Linked DNA regions of Hermetia illucens: region 1 is linked to region 2. The links are chromatin contacts, called in public Hi-C maps. All regions are on one chromosome and are shown on one strand. Each heading gives the region's core, a stretch centred on a gene start, on an enhancer-like site or on the middle of the called end of the contact. The rest is flanking DNA. Distances are from core to core; before and after follow the strand shown. Region 1 holds the start of LOC119657367 (sphingosine-1-phosphate lyase). Region 2 holds the start of LOC119657838 (short-chain-enoyl-CoA hydratase-like).

The links. Hi-C and Micro-C count contacts between places; a contact is called where the count stands out from the background.
Region 1: a Hi-C map of an unstated tissue shows a contact between it and region 2, with 5 times the contacts expected there. The contact joins the promoter of LOC119657367 here to the promoter of LOC119657838 in region 2. A contact is called at or near these places in 2 of 2 Hi-C or Micro-C datasets (an unstated tissue and whole body).

Annotation. Positions count from the first base shown.
Region 1 is chr5:22,518,679-22,523,316 of iHerIll2.2.curated.20191125, forward strand. It overlaps LOC119657367 (sphingosine-1-phosphate lyase), which reads left to right and starts at 2,941. Exons shown (of 9, transcript XM_038064251.1): 1 at 2,941-3,120; 2 at 3,185-3,250; 3 at 3,301-3,479; 4 at 3,579-4,003; 5 at 4,061-4,297. The coding sequence starts at 3,335.
Region 2 is chr5:22,346,585-22,351,235 of iHerIll2.2.curated.20191125, forward strand. LOC119657838 (short-chain-enoyl-CoA hydratase-like) reads right to left here and starts at 1,905. Exons shown (of 4, transcript XM_038064961.1): 1 at 1,721-1,905; 2 at 1,341-1,645. The coding sequence starts at 1,823.

The DNA of each region.
Region 1 (4,638 bases), core at 1,691-4,190, 170 kb after region 2:
TCTTATTACATTGGACTCAAGGATCGAATCTAGCCCAAATTGAGTCTGTAAGGCCTCGCAGATCTCTGCTTTTGTGATGATCTCATCTAGGTCCTTGCATTCGATCAGCATTAAATCTTGGCTCACCTCCGCCACTTTGTCCAGTGACGACTCGATATTCTTATGTAGATCGTGGGACTTACTCTCCCCTGGCCTAAACTCAAGGAGCAAATCGCCCTTCTGCGTGTGTCTTATACGGTTCCCGTGTTCACCAAGATCCAAGAAGGAACTGTTTGTTTTCACTTTCAGCGCATCGGGCCGCGGCCTCTTTTGTGGCCTACCTTTTTGCTCTACTTTAAACTCATCAGCACACTCCATAAACTGTGAGGAATCGTTTCATCTTTGTTTCTATATGTGTGCTCCAAAGAAGCACATCATCAACTCCAAGGTTTCTGGCAGAAGCACAAACTTTTTGGAAGGCACTCAGTCAGAAATCTCGTGACTGTCCACGAACACTCTCACCGTGTACATGTCTTTCAAGCTTCTTTCTTCAATCATAGAACCCAAGAAATGAAGAGCACACTCACTGAAATTGACTCGCTGATAAGTATGTTGGTTTTCACTTTGTGGGTATGGCTTTAATACACCCTCGCGAATCCGACATCCAATCATTCTCTTCAGAAATTTCAGCGAAAATGATGCTTCGCTAATTTATTTGAAGTTGGTCAGGTTTGAATAGTTTCTTTTCCTTTGGTGTGAAGGCCATATTAATTTTTTACCAAAAAGTAGGCCATTCATATATATGGTTGTTATTGGGTTGGGGTTTAAGAATATGCTCAAAGTTTTCCCTGCTTGTCGTAGCAGGCGATTCAAAAGAGAAAAAAATTGTGGGCAGCTTGCAAATTTTGAAACTCTACTGCCAGCGAATTTTCTACGACGCCTCGGACAGGCATTGGCTTCACGTCGAGGACCATTGGCTATTGAAAATGGACTATGATTAGTTGTTGGAATATACGCACGCTCCTCGGCAACGGCAGTGAGGGTCCTCGAATGCTCAATTTCTCTAACTCAAGTAGGAATAAAAACAACATAAGGTGGACATTCTGCTCGTAAGCACATTAAGATGGTGGGACTCTGGAGAGTACTCCTCTCCCTCTTCCTACATTTATGACAATGTGCTTTTGTACTCTGGAAAGCCAAGTGGTAGCAGATGCAAATCCGGTGTTAGGCTGTTTCTGAAGGCTACCGCAAGACGCGCTCCCTTGACCTGGTAATCGGTTTCTGACCAACTTCTGACTGCAAAATTCCGATCCAAGTTAACGGGAGAGGAAAAAATGCTTTCTACAGGCAATTACACGCAATTCAGGGAAGACTTTTTAAAAGTGAAATTATTATCATGATTGGGTGATCTGAATGCCAAGGTGGGCTCTGACAGCTTCTCACTCGGACATGGGGAAACACGGTTTTTGGCGACTGTAACGATAATGGTGGGAGGTTTATGGATTACTTCAACTTTCACCGCCTCGTCATTGGTGGCGCATTGTTTAAGCATAAGGCCTACCATAAGGTCAGCGGAATTTCAACTGACCGACACCATATAAGCAATTAAGTTGACTAGTTCGTGATTAGCAATTGATTTAGGAAGTGCGTAACAAAAAAAGGCGTTGACATTGGCCTCAAAAGGGATCATAATCTGATTATTATTCTGTTAAAGGAAAGTCGCACCACGTCTTTGAAGAATTATTGTGCCCCCTAATAATCTGACAGTCGCTTATGTTTGCTTGCGTGTTGTGTCTGTCACTTCTCGCAGGGGTGGAGAGCTATGACCCCCACAGTTCAGACGGCAGATATTCTGAGTAACCTGCCTGAGAATATAGATGAGCATTGAGCTGCCATCAAATAGCGAAGATTCCGCAAAATGCAATAATTTCAGAAGTGCATACCGCATTACAAAAGAGCTTATATGTGGTCACAAATCGTTCGATGGTCCCGTGAAGAACGATAACGGTCGACTTCTCATCCACAATGACGAGCAACTGAAGATGTGAAAAGGGCACAGTACATCCAATGGAGTTCCTCCTCTTGTGGATGAAACGGCTACCCACCGTAACATGAGGATACAGACTGCTCCTCCAAGAAGAAGAACAATTATTTCGGCCAGCAATCAACTCAAACGGAGTCAAGCTATTGAGCTTGACCGTCGCCCCACACAGTTATTTATCGCTGAACCTGCAGTTAGATTCGATACTTCCATTCATACAGGAATCTTGGGAAGGCGAGACTTTCCCAGATAATCGAAAAAGCTGATGTACGTTAAGGCCCGTTTTGAGGGTGACAATTGGAGGGGTATCTGCGTACTCCCTGCCGTCGTAAAGAAAATAGCTAAAACAATCCTGGAACGCATTGAAGAACATCTCGAAAACTTGATCGACAGAGAGCAAGCTGGTTTTCGCTCCGGGTCCTCCTGGATTGATCACATCAGTACTCTACGGATCATTTTGGCACAGTGAGCGGAGTTTAGATCTTCGCTTCACATGTTCTTCATCGATTTCGACGGTCGCTTGTTTCTTACCTGTACGAATAATTTCAAGTATTCTGTGAATCCCCTGATCATATACTAGAAAACGTTCAGGTGAAAGTTGTTAAAAATATAGAGTTAATATTCTTAGACAAACAAATTATAGTCATAAGGTTGGTACAAATTACTAGCGGTTTAAATTGAAGAAATCTCAAAACAGAGAACCTTTCTTACATGCCTAGTACACGTTTGTAGTTATCTATTTCTGATACTTTGCAATTACTTGCGAAATTATCTTAATGATAGATAAACGGACGAAGATAACAAAATTGGTAATATCTGCTTTAATTTTGTATGATGGTTGCGCCGCTGTAAATATATTAGTCGTAGCTGCGGCCATCTTCATGTGTATTTACATTTTCCATATGATGCCGCTGTCACCTTGAACGTCAGATGTATTCCGGGAAGTGGAAAATAAAGGCCGAGCTGAGCATGGAAACGTTCTTGAGCTGAGATTGAATAGTCGCCAGCCGCTCCCTAGTTTCCTTTGCTTTGTGCTTTGTTCACGCTGCAATTTCAATGCTGTGAGCAACGAAATTCTTAGGCTAGGCATTTTCTGTCAGGTAGGTGGTAACTTTCCACACCCAAAACATCTTTATGGCTCCTTATCAACCAATTTCTTATCAGCAGGTTATTCAATTTCCGATAACGGAGAGTAATCCAATCCCAATCAGAGTTTGAACCGGCTCAAAGGTGATTTTCGTATTAGCCAAACAGTTGTTGAGTACAAAGCGTTCTTGCAGGTCGGCGGGATAAGTTCGTTGAGAAACGAGGATAATGGATTTAAAGGAAGGAGGAAGGGTCCTAGCGTCCCATATCAATATGCTGTTCGGCAATAAGGAGCCCTGGCAGATCGCAGCCATCACAACTTCAACCATTCTCAGCCTGTTCTGGCTGTGGGACCTAATCAACCAAGATGAGGGTGAGTTCTGTCTCACGGTGAACGCCCATTTCGATTTGAGTTTACTATTCTAAGCCCCTAAACCTCCTCCTTGCGGTCTAACGTTGATTTTTTCCACAGATCTTTACATCAGAGCAAAGAAGAAATTCTTCAAACTTTCCCGAAAGATTCCCTACGTCCAGAAAAAGATCGACGAAGAAATAGGCAAGATCGCGAAAGGTTTCGAGGAAGATATCCAAAAGAGCAACGAAGGACTCGATTATTATCTCGACCTCCCACCCAAAGGTCTTACCAGAGGCGAAGTAATGGACGTCTTCGAAAAATATTCAAATCTGGGCCATTACAATTGGAAAAGCGGAAAGGTTTCGGGAGCAGTTTACGATTTCGACGAGAACATAGTCAACTTGGTAACCGAGGTCTACGGCAAGGCTTCGTACACAAACCCGCTGCACGCTGACGTTTTCCCTGGGATTTGTAAAATGGAAGCGGAAGTAGTGCGCATGGCGTGCAACCTATTTCAAGGTGGACCGGAAAGTTGTGGAGCTGTAAGTTGACCAAAGGAAATGTTTTGCATTTTTCTTATGGATGTTTTTGCGTTCCAGATGACCACTGGAGGGACTGAGTCGATTATTATGGCTGTGAAGGCTTTCCGCGATTATGCTCGTGATGTGAAAGGAATTACAAGGCCGAACATTGTGGCGCCAGTGACGGCTCACGTCGCTTTTAATAAGGCCGGCCTTTACTTTGGCGCCCACGTCCACTCGGTCAAACTGAATCCAGAGACGTACACTGTCGATATTAAGGCAATGGAACGAGCTATCAACAGGAACACAATCATGGTAAGCAGACAGTCGAATGGGGGTTTACGAATATACTCGAAAGTATTCGCTGCTTGTCCTAAAAGGCGACTAGAGGGATAAACCTTTTGTTATCGAAAACCGCTAAGTATTCGTTTCTGGATTGAGCGCACGTTCGCCGACAACAGCGTCGAAGATCTCCAGAATGCTCGGTTTCTCCAACTTGAGTGGGGATTCCAGCGATATAGCCCAGATACTCTGGGCCTAAGCGAAATAAGGTGGGGAAAATTTCCAGGGCACTTCACTCCCTCTTGCGGCTCTGAGCTATTTTACTTCGGGTAATCAAGTGGTATCAGACGCCAACCTGGTGTTGGATTGTTACT
Region 2 (4,651 bases), core at 655-3,154:
CGAATGCAGACCTTGCGGAGATTACAGGCGTCTGAATGCTCAGAAAATCCCCCTACGAAACTTAAACTCCTGCTTTGTTTACAAGGATGATGTTTTGGTCACCTCTACTTCCGAATCTGATTATTTGGACCATCTCGAGTGCATTTTTCAACGTCTCTGTGAGGTCGGCCTCGTTCTAAACGTGGACAAAGGTAAATTCGTACAGAAGCAGGTGACGGAGTTCAACCAGACCCATGAAAGTCCTGGGGGTTTAACGTGAGTACCTGCCGTGTAGGCATAATCCCACGGACTTCTTTGGAAAGGGATTGATTTTGGGACCACAATCAGAGCCCCGCGATGACTAACACAGCGGTACTAGTTTATAGTGAGTGCAGACTCAGCATTCATACCAGTGGATGCGAGGCCTATCTAACACCTCTGCCGCAACTAAGGAGTACGGCACCCAAGTTGTACAGCGCAACTCCCCGCTTGAGCTCTGCCCGCCATGTAGGCATAACCACAACCACCATGAAACCCCCACTAGGGGGCCAACCGCAAATAACCGGGCCGAGAACACATCTTCCAGGAATTCTCCGGGAGCATATGCTCTCAGAGGGCCATCCCGGTTCCCATGGTACCAGATAACCTCTGGTGAGGCTTCGTGGCAGAGCCACTTCAGATGAGTCCCTTGCAGACTCGGGTCTGATCGCCCTCCTCGAGTACGTGGGGACGGAACTCCCCAACGGGCTTCAACCAGACCCAGACAATTTTCCTCTGCCAACCGCGGGAAGGTCCTGCAAAGGATCTTGGGCATGTTAAACTTCTATCGTCGGTTCTTGCCTCCGCTCATCACCAAGCGAAATTCAAGGCTTACTCGTCTGGGCCCAAAACGGAAGACTTCCGCGAGGTTGCGTGGTCTACTGAGGCCGTCCAGGCGTTTGAAACCGTCAAACAACAGCTTGTTGATGCTACACTACTGGCATTTCCTTGGCCAAATGCACCTCTAATCACGTTTGTCGATGTTCAGACACAGCGGTAAGTGCCGCTCTGCAACAATGGGTGAACCAAACCTGGGAACCGTTAAGCTTCTTTTCGAAGCAACTCAACTCAGCTCAACGTAACTACAGTGCCTAGCTAATTCCTGGATTTCAAGCCGTTCACAGTGTTCACGGACCACAAGCCCCTTACTTTCGCGCTTAAGCAAAAGCCCGGCAAAGCGTCGAGCAATCGAATGTTACGAACCTGTAAAATGCTTCTTTCTAAATTTTGTAATAAATGTTTCCAAGGTAAGATTCTGCTTCGAACGCCAGTGTTAAGTTAACATCTTTCCTAGCTCATATGCAGACTTGCGTAATACTCACCACTGTTCCCTCGGCTTTCATCAACAGATTGGCCTCCACATTATCAGAGCTTAGTTCGTTGATATCATATCCAGAACAAAACGACCCCCCGACACCGTATAAAACTCCAACGGAGGAGGTGTCATCATTCTCGAAGTCATGAAAGGCTTTGGAGAGTTGTTCCGCGGTCAAGTCGTTCACGGCATTCCTGTGTTCGGGTCGGTTGATTCCAATCAGGGTGATGGGTCCATCTTTCTCAACAAGGACGAATTTCTCCTCTTTCGGCGCTTCAGCTTTTTCCTCTTCAACCGGCGCGACCTTTGCTTCTGAATAAGAGAGCGAGAAAGATTTTCATAAACACATTGTAAAGAGCAATTCAAGTCTTTTGGCACGTAACTGACCGTTTTTTTCAGCTGATAGGGCACGACCCAAGGAAAGCTGTCTCATAAGGAAGTGCTGTTGGTTGCCGAGATTTCGAACGATATTACTTAAACTTCGAATCATTGCGAGAATCGTGCTATAACATTAAAATGGTGCAATAGATGCCTTGGAGCCGGTGCCCGCACAGTGGTGACAGTTGAACAGATGTAAGCTGTCATATTATTGAAATTCCTGATAGGATTCTTGTGTCGTAGGTATATGGCCATGCTAGGTGATTCTTTACAAGAACCGATAAAAGATGTCGCTTAATTTAACCGAAAAATGGAATTCGATATAAGAAGCTTTTATAAGATTAACACTTTCAGGGCCTGGGTAAAACTCGTAAACTCGTCAGTTGACTAGAAAGTGAATTCGGTCAGATTAGATTCAGATTAAAAAAAAGAGAAAAGAAAAAAAACCTAGTTAAAAGATGAAATTTTCAGGATCTAGGAGTTGCATTTTTTTCATTTTAGATTTGATACTTTAAAATCCAAATTGCAAAATGCTTTAACATGTTTGTACTTAAGGAGGAGAGATACCTTTTACCAGTCCAGGAAACTTTTTTTTCATCTAAATATCTTGGTATCTTCCTTATCTGAGGGTTCTTATAATCTACCACATTCTGATTTGTTTTGATCGATTAATCGTTATATATACCTCACCGTGGGTTGTTGGTGGGGTAGTCAGTGGCCTAAACTTCCAACATGCTGACCTGTTGTATGCCAATGGAAGTGATCGACCCCGCTCCTGCATGGTAATCTCAAAAGACTTCCAGAAGAAGTTTCGAGTGGAGCATTCATCAGAGATATCCAATATGCCAATATGGGGGTAATAGCAGGGTATGATGTCAACGCTCACCACATATGCTGGGGAAGTTGCAACATCAATGCAAGAGGACGGAGACTACTGGACTATCTAGTAGGAACCGATCTGCAGATCCTTAATTTGGTAATGAACCCACTTTCTTCAACTTGGTCAGGCGAGAGATAATCGACATTACGGTGGCATCCCCTGACATTGAGGCTCTGGTCGGCGAGTGGAGAGTAACAAACGATATCACACTCTCGGATCACAGACGCATTGATTTCGTAATGGGCATGAATCCATCTCCACCTACTCCATTTCGGAATCCGCGGAAGACAGATTGGGCGACGTATAAAATAAAATTGAAAGCCCGGGTCACGATCCCGGGGAAGCGCATCAAATCCATTGCTGCAATTGAGAAGACAGCCCAGATGATCACAACTAGCATGAGAGAAGCTTTCGAAGCAAGCTGTCCACTAAAGATACCAAAGAAGGGTAAAACACCATGGTGGAACTCGGATTTGGCAAAACAGAGGAGAACGACAAGGATGCTCCCCAGTCGTGCTCTGAAGTGTGATTCAGGCGTTAGCTAGAATCGCTATAAAGAGGCACAGAAGGCTCTAAAGAAGAGCGTAAGGTCGGCTAAACAATCATCATGGAGACGCTTTTGCGAAGAGACTAACTTCAAAGCTGAAGCGGATTCTGGTTAAAGAACGTAGCCAGAAGCTGGGTTATTTACGTTTACAGAATGAGAGGTACACAAATTCCGCATGCTATCAACATAGTATGCTAGTCCCAAGCCCAGGTAAAGGAGGAAAATTTGGCAAAGTACTCCGTAGTATCAGGGGAAGAAATAAATAGAGTTTAGTTGGAGTTATTCCTCTATGTTAAATCCTACCTGATCTCTCTTGATGATAGGTCCCGCGACAGGCCGACCAAGAAAATGCATACAATGTCGTTACAAACAAGGTGATCGGATTGAGTCACAAGCCTCGGAGAAATGCTAGGACGTGCACATCAGTCGATGTGGCTGGACGAGGCTTGGTACTGTCGAGAAATGGGCAAGGGTTCTTGACGCATGCACGACAGCAAGACGTATGCCAGTTAGTCTGAACAATACAAATACGTGCCTGCATGCTAAATGTTGGTACCCTAACTGGAAAGACCGAGGAACTCGCAAGAGCCCTTTGGAAAAGGCGCATTGATATCTGAGCTCTACAAGAAACCCGATGGTCTGGTGGCAAAAGCTGCGACATTGAACGCGAATGCGGTAAAAATAGCTACGAACATCTCTATTTTGGTAGCCCACACACTCAATATGGTGTTGGCATTGCCATCTCAGAGGGTTTCCGTGATGTCGTCAAAGAATTGAAGAGCTCACCATTAAATCAGCTGATTGCGCTATTCACTTTTTTACCGCGTACGCACCACAGACAGGTCGACCTGATACCTAGAAAGATGCCTTCTGGCAACTTCTCGATAAAAAGACTTGTCACGTGCCTGCTGACGACTATATCATCATTGTCGGTGACCTTAATGGTCATTTGGGTGAAAAGGTAGACGATAACAGGTGCCATGGGGGAAAGGGGTTCGGAGCGCGCAATGAGGGTGGCGAGCACCTCAATATCGGCCGTTGATTGCCGTCTTGCGAATTAAGCCACCGATAAAACAGCGTGAGGAACGCACTGGCACGTCTCGCATTAAATGGTGGCGATTTCGTGAGAAGAAAGAAGATTTGATCTCACTCACACGATTACTGACCATTAAGAATGTGGAAGAATCGTGGAACCAAATGAAAGACATGATCCACAAACCGGCCTCTTCTACCATCGGGGTCACCAAGCTGGGTAAGTGGTACATCAACCGAGATACTTTGCTTTGGAATGACGATGCTGAAATGAAGGTCCGTGAAAAGAAACGCCTCTACCACAAATTTCTCGACGATAAAACACTGGCCAATTGGCAAATTTATAAGAATGCAACCAGGAAGCAAAGGAAGCAGTCGCTGTCACCCGAGCGGACCATTACAAACATTTTTATGATAAACTGAACACTCGGGATGGCGAGAGAGATTTGTATCGACTTGCTAAAAGCCGTAACGAACGTAC